Linked DNA regions of Sus scrofa: region 2 is linked to region 1. The links are chromatin contacts, called in public promoter capture Hi-C maps. All regions are on one chromosome and are shown on one strand. The core of a region is the stretch at or near the end of the contact, and the rest is flanking DNA. Distances in the headings are between cores, read along the strand shown. Region 1 holds the start of CYCS (cytochrome c, somatic). Region 2 holds the start of DFNA5 (non-syndromic hearing impairment protein 5).

Region 1 (4,149 bases), core at 617-3,116:
TTTACCATTGGCTCATGCCTTAACAGGCTAGTGAACACAACTTGAAACACAGGTGAATCTTGCTCTGTTCTATGAGACAGTGAAGGGATCTTCTCAGTATTTAAATATATTAATATAACCAGTTATAGAAATCTAAATATAAAACCAATCTCCTATAGGTTCTGAGAAGGTATTCACCATTTTCCTGAAAAGTTTAACACTCCACATTCAAGTTTAACCATCTCTGTAGAAGGGAAAGACAGTGATAGTACTTGTTGAACTAGAATTAATATTAAAATTCAAACAGCTGACCATATTCATTTAGCCACCAACCAATCTTATTTAAATCAGGACCATCCAACAGAAACATTCCATCAGCCATACATGATCTGAATTCTAGAGTATGAGATCAATTTAAATATGGTACACATATAAAAGTCATGAGACATGTCGGTCTTGTAATAAATAAGGCGGTGGCCAACTTTTACTCATTAGTAGCTTTTTTCAGATAAGCTATCAAGTCTTCCCTTTCTCCCTTCTTCTTAATGCCAGCGAAGATCATTTTTGTTCCAGGGATGTACTTCTTGGGATTCTCCAGGTACTCCATCAGTGTCTCCTCTCCCCAGGTGATGCCTAAACAAGGACGGATGCAGTATTAAGTATGTCGCACTCCCAAAAAACTGTTCATTTACCATAGGTTACATCCCTGCAATTTGTGCTCGGGTTTGTTCACGAGGGTCCCCCTCTTACCTTTGTTCTTGTTGGCATCTGTGTAAGAGAATCCAGGAGCCTGACCTGTCTTCCGCCCAAAGAGACCATGGAGGTTTGGACCAGTCTTGTGCTTGCCTCCCTTTTCTACAGTGTGGCACTGGGCACACTTCTGAACAAAAATCTTCTTGCCCTTCTCAACATCACCCATTTTAAAATCTAGAAATGAAAGACTCAGCTTATTAATTTTTCTGCAAGTAAAAATACAGTGGAAACAAATGATCAACTCCAGTCACTTATTCATTGCAAACTTATTACACTAAGTACCAGGCTGAACCATGCTTTACTCGCTACACTTGCAATAGACTCTTTAACAGAAAAAACTTTTTATAGCAAAAACGCTATTTGGAAGAACTTCGAAAAAGTTACAGCCCAAGCAAGCAAAGTGGGATGCTAGTTCAAAACTATTCCAAAAGATGAGGTCAAGGTCACAAAAAGTCACAAAGCTAATTAAGCTGAACTGTGATTACATTAAACCCAAACCACCAAAAATTCCAACTTTCGCCTTGCTGTGGGTTGGGAGGGCAGCAGCAAGCTTCGAGGTCCCCCGTCCCTGGGGTCTCAGGGGCGACCACGAGATCATTCACCCAGGCCGGGTTGAAGGAGACTGGGATGAAACCTACGTCTCCCAGGTGCCTGAACAGGTGAAGAGGAAACGCAACAGGTGGCCAGAAGAAGAAGATTTACTGGAAAAGCAGTTGGCTCTCTTGGAAAGCAGACGTGAGGCGCCGCGCGCAGCACCCTCACCCCCGCCCTCCCTCGGGAGGAAGTCTTGTCAGTCACTGCCACAGCCCCGACGTCCCGAGGGCCAGCATCTCGCAACGGTTCACAACCAAGTCATCTTTAAACGTTCAGGACCTTGACCAGACCACGCCATTACCTAGCTGGGTCCTGGCCCTGCTCAAAGCGGAGACCACCCGCTCGTGGCCGGGCGCAGTCCGGGGCCGCCACTCCCGGCCCGCCCGGCCTCAGTTCGCCCGCGCGCAGCCCTCGCAAGCGCGCGCCCTCAAGGCTTGGCTTCCCGCCCGCTGTGGCCTCCGCACCCAGGGCTCACCGTTCTTTCGCCGAGCTCAACAGACAAGCCACCACTCGCAGGCCGGACGTCCCGCTTTCTGGGTCCAAGGACACGCCGGTCCGCGCCTATGTACCGGCGTTGGTGCAACCGAACTAGCTCCGCCCTCTGGCGGCTCCACGTGCGGCCCGGCGGACTGATACGCAGTGACGTCACCGCGCCTCATTGGCCCCGGTCTCTAGGGCCGGCTTCGGAGATCTGCGCGCGCACGCCGGCTAGCAGGGTAGGGTGTACCGCGTGCGTGCCCTTCCTGTCGGGGCCTCTCTTGCCGGGTATTTACGACAGGCCGTTAGAGGTGCGACACCGAGGTTGTGCCGGGAAGGGCGGGCATCGCTCTCTGACCTCTTGTGTGCTTGCGTGTGATGACGGGGAGGGTGGGGCGGAATGGAGTAGTGGATTGAGGGCGGAATGCGGCCGGGGTAACCGGGTTGTTCTGGTTGACGTAATGCTCTTTGAGCGGCACGTTTTGCCTGCCTGGAGGGAGACAGTCCAACTTGGACACACCTAGAGCTCCCCTGGCTGTCATTCCCTTAGCTGGCCACCTTTACCCAGACTTGATCGTATTTCCGCGGCTGGCGCCAGGGGCACCCCAGAGGGATAGCCTGCAACCAGAGTTGTGAGAGTTGGACATGAGCTCCTGACCTTGTTCTTGTTTCTCCTCCACTTTGTGACTTAAAGTCATCTTACAGATCTCCCTTTCCTTTACGGACGCCCGAAGACTGGGACAGGTGCTGCAGTTGCGGTGTTAGAGCTGCCTGGGTTGTAGCTCTGGTCCCTTACCTTCCGGCTTCTTTCTGCCAGCCCTTCCCTCCTGTCATTTGTGTGTAGAAAGAGCAAGGAGTGTGTGCAAGCAGCATCCAGGAAGAAATATTTTTACATAGTTAGAGAATTTCGGGGAATCTAGAGAGAATTTACATCCCATCTAACCTAAATGAAGATCATGTTCAAGTAAGCCAATGAGCTTGGGGTCATATTAGAAATGTAGGGTTTTTTGTTTTTGTTTGTTTTTTGTCTTTTTAGGGCCGCACCCCAGACATGTGGAGGTTCCCAGGCTAGGGGTCGAATCAGAGATGAAGCTGCTGGCCTGCGCCACAGCCATGCCAGATCCTACCCGAGTCTGTGATCTACACCACAGCTCACGGCAATGCAGGATCCTTAATCCATTGAGGCAGGCCGGGGATGGAACCTGCATGCTCTTGGATACTAGTCAGGCTCTTTACTGCTGAACCTCCATGGGAACTCCTAGAAGTGTAGGTTTGATCACCATAACTTCCAGTAATTATACTTCTAGCTCTCCTTCCTGAGATACACAGTTTTGTCACTGAGAAGTTTCTCAACTTCCTTGTCCCTCAGTTTAGCCCCAGAATTCTAATTGATTTTTCCTTCTTTTCCCTGTTCTGTCAAGCGCTGCTGAATTCATTCATTCAAGGGTTTATTGAATGCATATCATGTGCTGGACACTTTCTAGGAACTTGGAATAAATCAGTGAAAAATGTTTCTCTGGTGGAGCTTACATTCTAGCATCCTTCCTCCTACCTCTGAATTCAGCAATAGCTGCTAAGAGGTTAATTCATTAATTAATTAATTTCATTTTCCAAAGATTAAATGATTAAAAAGCGCACCACACTGTATAGAAATCAACATTCTCTCCCATAATTCTGTGCATCTGGGACTATAGAAATGTCACTGTCCCTGCCCCACATCTTCAAATTAACATTCTCAGGTCACAATAAGTCTTCCCAAAGGGGACCTTCCAGAAAAACAAGCTATTTCCTTTGCTCATATTTCCCTCTTTTTGTAGCATGCACCAACAATCTATCCAAGAAGTATATATTGGGGAATAGGAGGGGGTCCACCAGCAAGCCCACAGTTGCTGACAGCCATAAGGTGAGAGACAAGCACAAAAGGATACATCAACATACTGGCAAAAAATCCTGTGACAGCTTGGGAATAGCTAATTTCATTCATGGTGGAAACCCCACTGTCCAGTGCATAGGTACTGATGAGGTAGGCCAGTGAGTTAAAGAGCCACAAGGAAATGATGTCACCTAGGAGGCGAGGAATAAGACCTGCAAAATATCCTAGGATGCCCTCTTCCCGATAGATAGTTACCATGGAGTCACAAAGTCCACAGTACTTGGACTCTCTGCCAATGAATTGTACCATAGATCTCAAAGTGATCACGTGGAGGGGATGTGTGATGAGAGTAGCAGCAGAACGAGCCATCATCTCTCGAGCTGTCTCCTTGATAACTCAGTCAAAGGAGGATGAAACTTCTTTCTGTACATTTCCAGATCCTGTCTCCTCAACCTTGTCGCACTCCTGGTAAT
Region 2 (4,149 bases), core at 1,188-3,687, 350 kb before region 1:
AGCTCCAGCAGAGATTTTCTCGGAATGATCTACAACCAATACCGTTCGCAGACCGCCCTCTAGTCTTTCCGTGCCAGGTGCAGTTAGGAAGCGGCTTGGGGCTCCGCAGGTTAAAGCCCAAGATGGTCCCGTGATCTGCTGTGATGTCACCCACTCAGGCCAGGCCGAGAAGTCCCAGGAGGGCTTGGTCTCCGCAGGCGCCGGGCCCAGCATCCCGGACGCGGGCGGAGCGGAACTCGGTCCAGGCCGGAGGGTGAAGCCCCCGCCCGCCCTCCCTCCCCGCACGCACGCGTCCAGGCGCGGGGCCCGGGAAAGCCTCGGTGCACCCGAGGGGGAGAAACCGGAAGACAAAGAAACGAAGGAGTGGGGAGACGGCGCGCAGGGGTGGGGGGCAGAAGGTACCCGCTACCCTGGCAACAGCCGGGGATGGAAAGGGCAGTGGGGAGGGGGCAGGAGAGGGGAGGGGGAAGGGGTGGGGGACGCGAGCTGGGCAGGCGAGCGAGGAGGGGACGCGATGGGGCCGGCGGGCCAGCTGCGGGCAGACCACCCGTTCGTCCCCCTTGGGACTAAGAGCCAGATGGGAGGGTGTCCCAGAGAGACAGGGCCGCGCGGACCGGGCTCCCCAAGGTCAAGGCCGGAGCCGCGCCCTGCGGCGCGCACTTACCCGAGCCCAGGCGAGCGGCGCGCACTTGCCAAACCCTCGCAGCACGCCCTGCGCCCGGCGCCGGCCGAGCCCGAGGAACCCCGCGGGCCGGGCCGGGCCGGGCCGGGCCTGGGCGGGCCGGGGCGGGGGCTCCTACGAGGGGGGCGGGCGGCGGGACCTTTGCTCTGTCCCCGCCCCCTGGAGCCCGGAGCCTCGGCCGGAGGAGTGAGCTCGGAGAACCTGCACTCAGGAGTACCTTCAGCAGGGCCCGGAATGAGGCAGGGCTTTCGCTTGGGCCCCCATCTGCTCTGGGCTTATCCTTAGATTAATTACCCCACCTTCTTGTATTTAATAGGAATACCCACCTCCTTATATTTAATAGTCCCTGCCTATTCAAATTAAAAGTACAGCCAACCCAGGAGTTGCCAGTCGTGGCTCAGCGGTAAGGAACCCGGCTCATATCCATGAGGACGAGGGTTCTATCCCTAGACCTGCTCAGTGGGTGAAAGGATCCAGCATTGCCGTCACCTGCGATGTAGGTTGCAGACGCTGCTCTGATCTGGTGTGGCTGGGGCTGTGGCTATGCCATAGCCCGGCGGCAGCTGTAACTCCAATTTGACCCCTAGCGTGGAGACTTCCATATGCCGCGCCTGCAGCCCCCACCAAAAAAAAAAAAAAAAAAAAAAAAGGATAAGCCAATCCACCACCGTACAGGAACATGCCTTAGTTCCTCGCCGGCTTTTTCTCCTTTGTACGGATCACCATGTGAGAGAGGACACACATCATACTTATTCCGGGCATAATCTTTCTGTTCCCTGAAATGTCAGCTCTCCGAGGGGACGGGTTTGGCCTGTTTGGTTCACCATACCCCGAAACCTAGCATAGCACCCGATGGATGGTTGATAGTAGATAATTGTTGAATTCATTTATGTCTTCTTGTCCCTCCAACTAGCCTGTGGGGTCTTACTCCTCTTTGCAGTACCTGGCACAGGGCAGGTGAACAATTAATGGTTGTTGGATAAATGACTGAATAGAAACGGTCAAGAGAGGTGGCCCCCTTTTAGTCCCCTGCCTGGCCAAAGTGATTAGACAGTGGAAGAACAGAAGAATCTCTGTCCTGGCCCCGCCAAGAGACTTTTCATCCATGCAGCTGATTCTCTGTCTTCGTAAATTAGTATAGTGATGACTCTGACTTGTTGTAAAGATTATTGTCTCCTGACCTTGGCCATTAACCTTAAGAACATCCTATAAGCAGCATATTCATGAAGTCTCCACCGACAAGCTCAGCCTTCTGTCTAGATAGGTAACCGCTTGTCATTGAGAGCACATGAGATTTTTGGTGCAACAGTTACTCAGTGCATTCAAATTTTTCACTTTTTTTTGTTGTTGTTGTTGGTCCTGTTCACTGTCTTCAATTAAATGTTTGAGGAAGAGAATATCAGATCAGCAAATAATATTTATGTAGTGCTTTCTCTTAACTGTCACCATGCAGAGTTCTACGTACCTTACCTGCATTGATTGATTCAGTTAATCCTCCCAGTAACTGGTTGAAGGTCCAAGTTACAAATGTGTAAACTGAGGCACAAGCTAGGAAGTTCACCGAGCTGGGACGAGATGGAGGCAAAATGCAAACCCAGATCGTTTGATGCCATCTTATGACGGAACCAGACTCTGCTCGTCTTCACGCACAGTAAAGCCAATCTACAAGACACCAGGTTGTGGCGAAGGAGAGCGCAGCGTTTGCTGCAGGGCCCCCAGCGAGAAGCTCAGGACAGCCAGCGCTCAAAAACACCTGAGCCCCTTACTGGGTTTCAGGGAAGGCTTTTTAAAGGCTAGGTGAGGGAGGAGCGTCCCCAGGCATGTGATCAGCTCCTGCACTCTGATTGGTTGAGAGTGAGAAAACAGGGTGGTGTTACAGGTGTTAACATTATCAGTCCTTAGGGGCCAGGAAGTCTGGGGGCTATGGGCTCGCTCAGGATCATCAAGGGGTTAACTTCTTCCACCGGGTGGTGGTTTTAGCATCAGTAAAACAGCTCAGGAAATGTGCATCAGATGCTGTTGTCTAGGCACTTGGGAAAGAAGCCAAGGCCCAGGATGGTGGAGAGTTCTGTCCTGGGAAGGCCCCATAGCGTCCTGCTCTGTAACAGTCTGAACTTGAAAACCACAGGACTGGGAGCTCTGTTGTGGTGCAGCAGAAATGGATCTGACTAGTATCCATGAGGCCGCAGGTTTATCCCCGGCCTCGCTCAGTGGGTGGAGGATCCAGCGTTGCTGTGACCTTCAGTATAATAGGTCACAGACGCAGCTTGGACCTGGTCTGGCTGTGGCATAGGCCCGTGGCTACAGCTCCGACTCGACCCCTGACCTGGTGCAGCCCTAAAAAGACAAAAAAAAATAAAAATTAAAAAAAAATTTTTTAAATAAATAAAACCACAGGGCAGTACAGACTCTTCTGAAAATAGGAAGCATCACCAAGCAGAGTTTGAACACACCATGTGTTGGGAGAGAGTGCTGAATTGTGTTCTAGAACATTCCCTCCCTTCCCCTTCTCCTTCCCCTTCCTCATGGCTAATCTCCCTTGTCCATGGTGGGTGGATCAGGATTCTGGCATAGCCCAAACTAAGAGTCTCCATGTTTCTGTTGTATTTTTTGAACAATTGTGCTTATTACTGTTATTAAAGTATTTGAAGACTTCAAATGGACAAATGCAAGATGGGAATTTTAGTCCAACTAGGAAAAAAAAAATGAATAAAAAGAAAATCTCCCACCCCAATCCTCTCATCCTATTGTAGAAGATGGCGCTATAACAGAATTTTACAGGAGATAAATATTAATCAGGGGGGACATAGTGACATAACAGGGTTCGCTTTTAATAAGATTCAGTATAAAAACTATATTTCAAGTTACAGAATTTCTGAAACACATCTGTGGAGTGTTGTGCATTTCCTACTCTTTCCCCAGATCCTTTCTGAATAAGCAACTTGCAAACGTCAGGCAAAATTGGTAAAATGTATTGACGGGATTTATTTCATAAATGAGCATGCTAACAAACCAGCTCAGCCTGGCTGCCATAACTGCTTCCTAATTCTTCGGGAGCCACTTTTGGGGAGACCTGCACTCTTTTAGATGCATATTTTCCATGGAGGAGAAAGAACACACACAGGCTTTGGATCACTTAGATTTGGGTCAGATCCAGCCTACCACTTACCAGCTGAGTGACCCCAGGCAAATGTTGAACTTCCCATTTAAAAAACCGCTTCTAGTATTATCAGGCGATTAAAAGAGAAGACGTAGGAAAAGCACTCAGCACAGAATAGGCCGTAAATACAAGTACATCTCTTTCCCTTTATTAATTACTTGTTGGTTAATGTCAGTGTGTGAGTGTGTGTGTGTGTCTTTTTAGGGCTGCAGGTGCTGCATATGAAGGTTCCCAGGCTAGGGGTTGAATCGGAGCTACAGCTGCCAGCCTACGCCAGAGCCACGCAATGTAGGATTCAAGCCGAGTC

The links. Promoter capture Hi-C pulls out the DNA fragments that hold promoters and counts their contacts.
Region 2: a contact with region 1 is called in a promoter capture Hi-C map of fetal skeletal muscle, with 3 times the contacts expected there. The contact joins the promoter of DFNA5 here to the promoter of CYCS in region 1. A contact is called at or near these places in 1 of 5 promoter capture datasets (fetal skeletal muscle) and 1 of 2 datasets of contacts at active chromatin or transcription factors (alveolar macrophages).

What each region holds. Positions count from the first base shown.
Region 1 is chr18:47,167,638-47,171,786 of Sscrofa11.1, reverse strand. CYCS (cytochrome c, somatic) reads right to left here and starts at 1,866. Exons shown (of 3, transcript NM_001129970.1): 1 at 1,802-1,866; 2 at 730-906; 3 at 1-612. The coding sequence starts at 898. The coding sequence ends at 464. It also overlaps the pseudogene LOC102165713.
Region 2 is chr18:47,522,925-47,527,073 of Sscrofa11.1, reverse strand. DFNA5 (non-syndromic hearing impairment protein 5) reads right to left here and starts at 2,437. Exons shown (of 10, transcript XM_021078676.1): 1 at 2,153-2,437.